Regions from separate parts of the Danio rerio genome. Here region 1 is linked to region 2. A link is a contact called in public HiCAR-type data. All regions are on one chromosome and are shown on one strand. The core of a region is the stretch at or near the end of the contact, and the rest is flanking DNA. Distances in the headings are between cores, read along the strand shown. Region 1 holds the start of LOC141378646. Region 2 overlaps spsb4a (splA/ryanodine receptor domain and SOCS box containing 4a).

Region 1 (4,561 bases), core at 537-3,036, 140 kb after region 2:
TTTACACAAACAGCTGGAAACAAGTCCTCAAACCATACACAACAACTGAAACAAATCTTAAATGTACTTACAGGCTGCTGTTCTAGATGCTGCTAAAGTGCTTCTCCTGCCGACTAATGCTACCGTGCTCACTATATAGTGGTTACCTGGCGTTTGGACACGCCTCCCGAGTCAAAACAAGGGCCGAAACTGAGGCGGACGACGCGAAACCGCGTCTGCGTTCGCTACACAAGCTCTTATAGTAACCAAGGAAACAGTGGCTAAACAACTTCTAGTATTATACACAACTGAAAGCAAGTTTAAATGTCCTACAACTTTACACAAACAGCTGGAAACAAGTCCTCAAACCATACACAACAACTGAAACAAATCTTAAATGTACTTACAGGCTGCTGTTCTAGATGCTGCTAAAGTGCTTCTCTAGACTTCTCTAGACTGTCTCTAGACTGATGGCATTTCATGCCGTTCAGCCTTATAATCTTAAAATGTCAGCAAAATCACCTGCTTTGTCATCACTTTAGATGTTACGCTAGAGAATCAATCAAATACTAGCTTTAAAGTGACGTTGGTGAATTAGTAACAGATTCTGTTGTGCTGACGTCAGCTGCAGATGTGAAGGAATGGCGGATCCTCGCATCATAGGATTTTTGAGACTCTCCACCTTTGATTTTCTCTTTTATATACATCATTACTGTTGTATAAACGCAATATCACACTCGTAACAGTGTGAGCAATAAACATTCACACTCCATTGACATAACTTCAATCAAACACAATGTTGTAACAAATTAATTTGATTAGTTTGTATAATTAGTTAATATATATACAATTAGTCTATCTAAATCAATTAATCAAAATCTAACCTATAATAACCGTCACATGCTCTGTCACAGCCTGATGGAGCTCATGTAGTTATGTCATGCAAGTTCATAATGATAGCTCATAATATTTCATCCATCAGCTACATCAGCTGTCATCTAATTTTTGAAGGAATAAAACTGTAAAATAAGAATTTAAGCAAAATGCACTACAGTGTCACCAGCTGTCCTGAGATAGCCGGACTCTGTTAGTGACCAGCCTGTCTGTTCTGGCAGACAGATAAATGGGCATTGTCACAATGGTGCAGCTTCTCTCCACCTCATATGACAGCACATTCGTCAATCTCACAGAGGCCGACATCAAATTATCCAAATTAAAACGGGCTTAGTGTGGCATCTGGCCTCATCCCTAAGGACCCCAGAACAGCTGAGCTCAAAGCAGACCTTCAAAAAGACGTCATGTCCCCCTCGTAAAGCCATAACCACATCACACTATACTATGGTACGATGCCAGCATTAATCAGGATTAAAGGTCAAAAGTCAAGTAAGTGCATATGGCTCATTCAGAGCAGTTTGTACGATATCGCATGACAGACTACTCTACATTCACATATCAGGGCTTCACATATAGTTCAACATCAAACAAGCTATCTGACAAAGCTTTGAAACACTTATGGGAGAGATGGAGGAAGTCAGATCTGAAAGCAAAATACAGCCTTTTGTGTGCACACTATCATTTCCTGAAAGTCGGACAGAAAAACGCTCACGGATTTGTGCAAAAGTTACTGTTATCGCAACAATGGTTTTAAAGGGTTGTATTTGGAGAGCCATTTCACAGAACATCAGCTGATGGGATTTCTTTTTAAAAGGAACAAGTCTGCATGGATAGACATTTTTATAGACAGACAGACCAGATAGACAGGCTGACAGACAGAAAGAAACGGACAGATATAAAGGTTGGATGAATGGATATATAAAATAGAAAGAAAGAAAGAAAGAAAGAAAGAAAGAAAGAAAGAAAGAAAGAAAGAAAGAAAGAAAGAAAGAAAGAAAGAAAGAAAGAAAGAAAGAAAGAAAGAAAGAAAGAAAATTTGCAAATTGGGGTAAAAAAAACAGGGCAAGTGCAGATAGAAACTTCTGAATCTAAAAAGTCATTTTTCGTTTGGAATTTTAAAGTTCAATTTGGCAGATCATTAATTGAATACATTCAGTCTGCTTAATAATTTAATTTTAAAAAATCTTTATATGAATTATTGAATAATATTTATTCAGTTAAATGCCCCATGAATGAGAATTTGTCCTTCATTGCTTAATATTGAACTTAAATATATTCAATTTTATTTTGACAAACACTGAAAAGTATTTCACTGACTATATATATATATATATATATATATATATATAATATATATATATATATATATATATATATATATATATATATATATATTTCACATTGACTACATTACATTTTTAATAATGTTTCTTTATCAACAATGTAAAATTTTATATTTCATCTCAATATCAAAAAAAAACCTCTAAATCATAACATTACCACACTTTTTCAGTTTCAGATTTCTTCTTAATTGTGTGTGCTGCGGCATTATTTAGTAGATTCCGTATATAATGTATGGATGGATGAATGGGTATATAAGAAAGAAAGAAAGAAAGAAAGAAAGAAGAAAGAAAGAAAGAAAGAAAGAAAGAAAGAAAGAAAGAAAGAAAGAAAGAAAATTGATTGATGGATGGATGGATAAAAATAGACCTACAGAATCATTCCTTTGATTTCATATAAAAAAAATTCTTTTTTTGGGGGGGGTGGGGGGAATAGGAAAAAGAAAAAGAGCTAACATTCACCTATATTTAAGGTAAATGGATCTTACCTCTGAAGCAGCGGGCGCCCAACATCAATGACAATAGACTCCAACAAGGTGAAAAATGAAGGCGAGGAATCCCCTCAATCTCAGTGAAATCCCAGCAGAGGCCCATTCTCCTTCAGGGAAGTATTTGCATTTTCATAAGGACTCGACAGTCAGTCGAACGACACAATGATGAAGCGTTTATCTGTAGGCCTATGTGAAGAGGAAATGGGGAAAACTAACCGATAAAGGGACGTGAGGAAAAGGATCTCTTTAAACTGACACCGAGGGACTGTGTGGGTGGCAAAACTGTGATAAGAGAAGACGTGAGAGAACTGGAGTAAAACCCCGCAGTATTCATGTTAAATAACAACAGTGGGTCAAAATTAGTAATACAAATAAGATTAGCCGTTGCGAAGCGATATTTGACGCAAACAACGGCTGGGTAAGAAAAAAAGCTATCTTTTTACGCGCTCAAAGATTCCGAGCAACAACAGCAGGCTGCCTGCAAACCACGTGCACGCGTGAACCCGGCGTCAAAGGGTCACTGGCACGGACTGAGTAGTGACGAAGAGAGTACGCAGGAACGTGAGGTGACGAATAATAATATAGTATGCTATAATACAGGGGGTTCTTAAATCCTCGCTAAATTCCTTATACACCGCTATAAATTCTCTCAACGCATACCTTGTTTTATTGTTTTTGAAAAGGAAAATCAACAGTAGCTATACATTAGAGCTTCCTCTAAAAATCTAAGCTATTGGAACTGTCTTATTTTCCTTTTTTAATTCTCTTAACACGATTTTTAAATCATTTGTTGTTGTTTTTTGTATTGTATGTGCTTATTTGATGTTTTACTTCTCTGTAAAACGTTTGTACACTCTTTGTTACAGATTTGTATGATGTTGTTCATGTTACCCTGACATTAATAAAAAAAAAGAAAAGGAAAAAATACAGGAGGTTCGAGCCTCGGCTGGGTCAGTTAGCATATCTTTGTGGAGTTTGCATGTTCTTCCCATGTTGGTGTGGGTTTCCTCTGGGTGCTCTGGTTTCCCCCATAAATCCAAAAACATGCAGGCTAAATTGCCTGTACTATGTGTGTGTGTGTGTGTTAGAGTGTATGGATGTTTCCCAGTGATGGGTGGCAGCTGAAAGGGCATCGCTAACATATGCTGGATAAATTGGCAGTTCATTCCACTGTGGCGACCCATGATTAATAAAGGGACTGAGCCGAAAAGAAAATGAATGAATGCCATAATACATATGCCTCGAAAAGACTTCATCCCAATCAGCTCAGACATCTTTTTTTTAAAGATTTTAATTAACAGGAATTGTAAAAAAAATAAGGACAAGTTAAATTTCTTATCCAATTCCCTCCAAAATTAAATAGCTTTATTTTAAAATGATTCCTGAGATTAAAATGTGATATTAAGGACAACTCCTGTCAATTTTGTGAAAGTGGTATTAAAACACAGAGCATATTTTCTATAAAAAAGCATCTACTCAGTTATTTTGGGCAACTAATAAAATTGTACACAACATTACCTGGTTAATAACCTTTTATGCATTGCAAAATTCTTCATTCATAAATGTAGGTTTCTGAAACCCCCTTTCTATATTTTACACTTTATTAATAAACTTGCTATTATAGCTTCATCACTTAGTACTTTGTCAAACGATAAAGCTGCTAAAGCAGCTGCTTTTTTCAGTGAATTTTGTACCCTATAGCCTCTTCACAACCCTTTGAAGGTTTATATTGTATAAGCTTTTATAATTTATTTATTTTATTTTATTTCTTTTTAACGTCAAGTAAAACTTTCATTACCATATGTTGCTTTTTTTCCTAAATACACTGTAAAACCCAAAAAGTTAAGGTAACTCAAA
Region 2 (4,472 bases), core at 802-3,301:
GCATAAAGGCAATGTATACACAACGTGTGCAGTAAATGATCCAGTGATCGACTTATTGACAGATTCGTCAACATGCATGAACCCATTTATCAAATTTGCTTAAACTAAGCGTTCTAAAGTATGGCAATATTTTACAAGCAATGATTATGACACAGCAATATGCAGCAGATGCTTTTACAAAAGTTGTGTATAAGGGAAGGCGGTGAGAAGGGTCAAATTTTAGAAACATTTGAGGACACATGGAATCAACCTAAAGGCAGAGGAATGCACTGTCTTTGACAGCCTGCAACATCACCTGGCGCTGTCAGTGACCATGTTTACATGGACATGAGTAATCAAATTATTTGCCTTAATCTGAATAAGACAATAATGTGATTGAAGTGTTTTTAGATTAAGGAGTTTTTGAATATTCCCTTCATGATATTGTTTTGCATGTTATAGTACATAGATCGATTAACGTCATTGTGTCACCACGATATACAAAGTTTCCTATGGAGATTCATGTAATTTTAGGGGTTTCATCTTTAATTTGTCAACTTTAACTGCAGCTCGGCAGTTTCACTTTCGTTCAGGAACATTTCATTCATGCCCCATGACGAACTGAAAAGTATTGGTTCAGACACTATTTTGGCACCGTTTTAAAAGTATTGATCTAGCATCGGTACCAAAAAAAAAAAAAAAACCCTAAACGATACCCAACCCTAGTCCTACATAATAAAAATTAAATAATAATAATAAAAACCCAATTACTGTTAAATGCAAAGTACTGTATAAGAATTCAGCATATCAGTCAATTTAATTAAATACTTGTGACGAGAGATTAACAACAAGAGATCTGGATTTCTGAAGAAAGCACCTGCGGTTAGTGGTTAAAACACCACCCACGAACCCAAGCGTGAGCAGAGTGATCCAATTCTTTGCAGATTTAGGTTAGATAATACTTTTCAGCCTCAGACTGTATTAGAGTGGGAGTCAGACAGGAGAGAGAACGAAAAGTGGGAAATGAGGGATCTCTCAGTGGAACGTTAGCCGAGAAAAAGCAGCGGTGTTATGTAAATAGACCCTTCTGTGCTTAAGAATGCACATATTTTCATTCAATGTCAAAACACACATATTCTGCCTCAGAGAGAGAGGAAAAAAAAAACTGTCATTCTTGCTTTCTCATTCACTTGGCTTTTATTCACATTTCAAATATGCTAACGCTAGCAAGATCTTTACATTCCACTGTGTGCCTTGGAAAAACCAGACTTCCATCTGAGCATTCAGACAGAATAATAATCATAATAATAATATTATTAATAATAATAATAAAAGCAGCATCCCAGTTTAAAATCGAAAGCCATATGTGACGAGTGTAGGATAGTGTTCAATATCTATGTGCTCGTTTGCACATCCTCAGTTCATTAAAAAGGATCTAGAACCTGATAAATAAAATTAAAAAGATAGCCAAACATTGTCATCATCATCAATCAATCTCACGCTGACAATAAACTCAGATAGAAAAGTGACTCAAGCTCACAAAGAAAAAAAAAAAGAAGTGAATTCGGTGATTTATTGTTGGTCGTATGCGTGCGTGCGTATGTGTGTGTCCTTGGTTATAGACTCCATCCCAGATAAAAGGGGAAAATGGCTCCTGTCAGTCATGTTACCTTCTCTAGGTGGTCCTGTGTGAAAATCCTAGCACCCTCAAGGGCTTTGTTTCATTCGCTGAGGATCCCATGTGATGGTTTTTAACTCTAGAGACCGCCACGGTCTTTCGAAAAGATTACTACTGTGGGCTTTCAAAGGCATCCCAAGGTTAATGTGCTTTCTGAAATGCCACTATCCTGTCGTATTCTCCAGGGGCGAGACATACACCGGGAGGCGCTGCAGGTCTGCTGAGCAGCCGCCGCTTTTGCTCTGCATCTTTCCAGCTTCTTTCAAAGCCATCAATAATTTAAACAACTCATAAAGAGGAAAACAAAAAACAAACTAAGGAAAAAACGAACTTAAGATTCCACCAGTGAGCCACAATGTAAACATTTTCCCTCTGCGGCCTGACGGTGGCGCTATAGTAGCACCTCAGGTTTCCTCTCTTTGTCTCTGCGTCTCTACATGAGAGTCTGCGCTCTCACTGGTACTGGAGGTAATTCTTGAGAGACTGGGGCAAAGGTAATGTCTCGATCTCCTGTAGACGCTCTCGTCCCAGAGCCAGTCGCGCCGCACGTCGACACAGGTCCATCAGAGGGAGAGGCTCCGCTGAAGATAGACACAAAGAGAAGTGCATGTTAGAATTGTTTTCATGGGATGATTTAAATACACGTAGACTTGAAGAGCACATGAAGTGTTATTTGAGTGCAAGACTTTGAAGAGATCCAAATAATGAAAAGCCTATGTAATAATCTACTTGCTCTCATATTGGTCCAAGCTTCAGGAATGAATCAAATGCATCATAAAAGATCAGAATCTATCATATCTACAGTATCATAACAGTTTAGACTCAAAAGAACGATTCATTAATGAAATGGCCCAATTTCATGAACAAATTCCAATCCATGATTTTGTGAGCCAGTTTTTTTTTTTCATTGAAAAGATTTAACATAGAAGAGTGATTCATTTGTAAACTGGACCAATTTATGAATAAATGATTCACATGGATGCTGTGAAGCAGATCTGTGGACTCACTAGAAAAATTCAACAAATTAAATCAACAATTCATTCAGAAATTTGACTTGATTCTTAATGGTTACTTGTACTTGATACAAGCGATTTAATGAACCGGATAAGATGGTTTACTGAAAAGATTCAGCTCAATATAATATTTAATCGCCAAATTTATCAGTTCCTCCAGAATTTTAAGAGTCAATTGGACCAAAAAAAAGGAAAAAAAAAAGGTTTGTGCGTATTTTTAAAGCAAAATTCACACAAAAAATGAAGAAAATAACACCATACGGTTTGAGAAAAGCAGTCACAAAATCAGTCACTTTAGGCCACAGATATATTTAGAGAATGTCCCTGCAAAATCTTGGAGGGACTGATTGATGAACACATGATTGAAACTAATTCTCACTCAAATGACACTGTGAAAACTATGGTTCATTGGACCAATACCAATACATGAATTTGTAAAACAGATCAACTGATCAGACTTCTACTTTCCACAAGTGTCCCTTTACATCAAATCTATGACCAGATAAGTTGACTTGAAACTCAACCACAATTCCTGAACAGATCAGGAGCCATAAACAAATGGTTCATCATTTTATTCCAAACCAGATTCTTTGCTGATTTAGCTTTTTACTATCAGTGGTTTTACTTCTAGACATAAATATGTCCCACAAAAAAGAAAGCCTTTAACTGCCCCACCAAGATTTATTTTTAAATTGTATTTCTTATCTCCTAATGTCACTAGTTAACACACTCAATGCATTTTTTCTCAACACATCCCATCATTTCTAAAATATTAACCTCTAACAAATGGTAGATATGTCAGTTTGTGGTAAAAGAACTGGAATTTATACATATACGATGAAAATTCTTAAAATATGAGGGATAAAACCAATTTATTAAAAAAAAAATAAATAAATAAAAAAATTTTGAATACCAAATCACCTTTTTTTTGGGATGTCAGAAAATATTTGTGATTCTCATCATGCTTGACTTTTTTTTAATAATATAACCAAAATCTGTGTAGTGTAATATTCATTCTTTAGATGACTTGAACAGTCATTAATTAAAACAGTCAAAATATGATCCATAATTTGTTAGAGGAGGCAGTTAAAGGGTTAAGAAAACCTAAAAATGAGTTTTACCTTTCTACTTCTACCTGAAAATCTTTGTTAACAAAAAGAGAGATCAGTGCAAGTTTTATAGAAAATTTCAGTCATGCAATTTTAAAGCAACCAAAAGAAGACCAGGTTTTCATTTGTTGCTAAACGGTTCCCTTAAAAACTCTAGTGCACGATCAAGTGTTTGTGTGTGTCTTGCTTCTCTACATAAGCTGACAGAGCAGTTCAATAATGGATGGATCTTGCCACTGGAGCTCAGTATCCATCAACGGAGCCGCTGCGCCTCCCATCTGCCTTGAGTCAGACACCGCTCCAGCCAAGACTTCATACTGACAAACACAAAAACAGCCACCGCTCCATCTGGACAAGATGCCACATCTCCTTGGTTGGCCACCAGGATCTTTATCAGGACCTGTGCCGATATGATTAATCAGATCACCCGGGTGGAGGCCGTCCCCTCAGCCGGCTGGTCAAAGTAAGAGATCGTGACTGCCTATGATGGTTAGTAGTAAGCATTAGATACTAACCAAAAAAAAAGGAATAGTTATACAGCTGTACTGGCACAATGCGAGCACCCACATTGAATATTTATAGCCGTGATGGAGTCCCACACAGAACATGTCGTGAGTTTGCTTTTCCTCCATCCTGGCAGATGAACTGAAGCCATGAAGAGTGTAATGCCATCACATATTGCTAATTTCACCA

The links. HiCAR-type assays count read pairs that join an accessible place to other places.
Region 1: a contact with region 2 is called in a HiCAR-type map of caudal fin, with 9 times the contacts expected there. The contact joins the promoter of LOC141378646 here to the enhancer-like site in region 2. A contact is called at or near these places in 4 of 18 Hi-C or Micro-C datasets (caudal fin, embryo and skeletal muscle) and 2 of 4 datasets of contacts at active chromatin or transcription factors (caudal fin and gastrula embryo).

What each region holds. Positions count from the first base shown.
Region 1 is chr2:42,751,602-42,756,162 of GRCz12tu, forward strand. It overlaps LOC141378646, which reads right to left and starts at 1,787. Exons shown (of 4, transcript XM_073928690.1): 1 at 1-1,787. It also overlaps a transcript of spsb4a not described here.
Region 2 is chr2:42,610,375-42,614,846 of GRCz12tu, forward strand. spsb4a (splA/ryanodine receptor domain and SOCS box containing 4a) reads right to left here. Exons shown (of 3, transcript NM_001256642.1): 3 at 1,156-2,238. The coding sequence ends at 2,111. All of the region lies in intron 1 of LOC141378646, which reads right to left. Among named protein-coding and RNA genes, the nearest start is that of cbln7, 26 kb to the left of the region's middle. Within about 2 kb of position 2,052, at least 5 of the 62 cell types and tissues checked have an H3K27ac peak or open chromatin away from gene starts, as enhancers often do. A contact at or near this core is called in caudal fin, where this site is marked.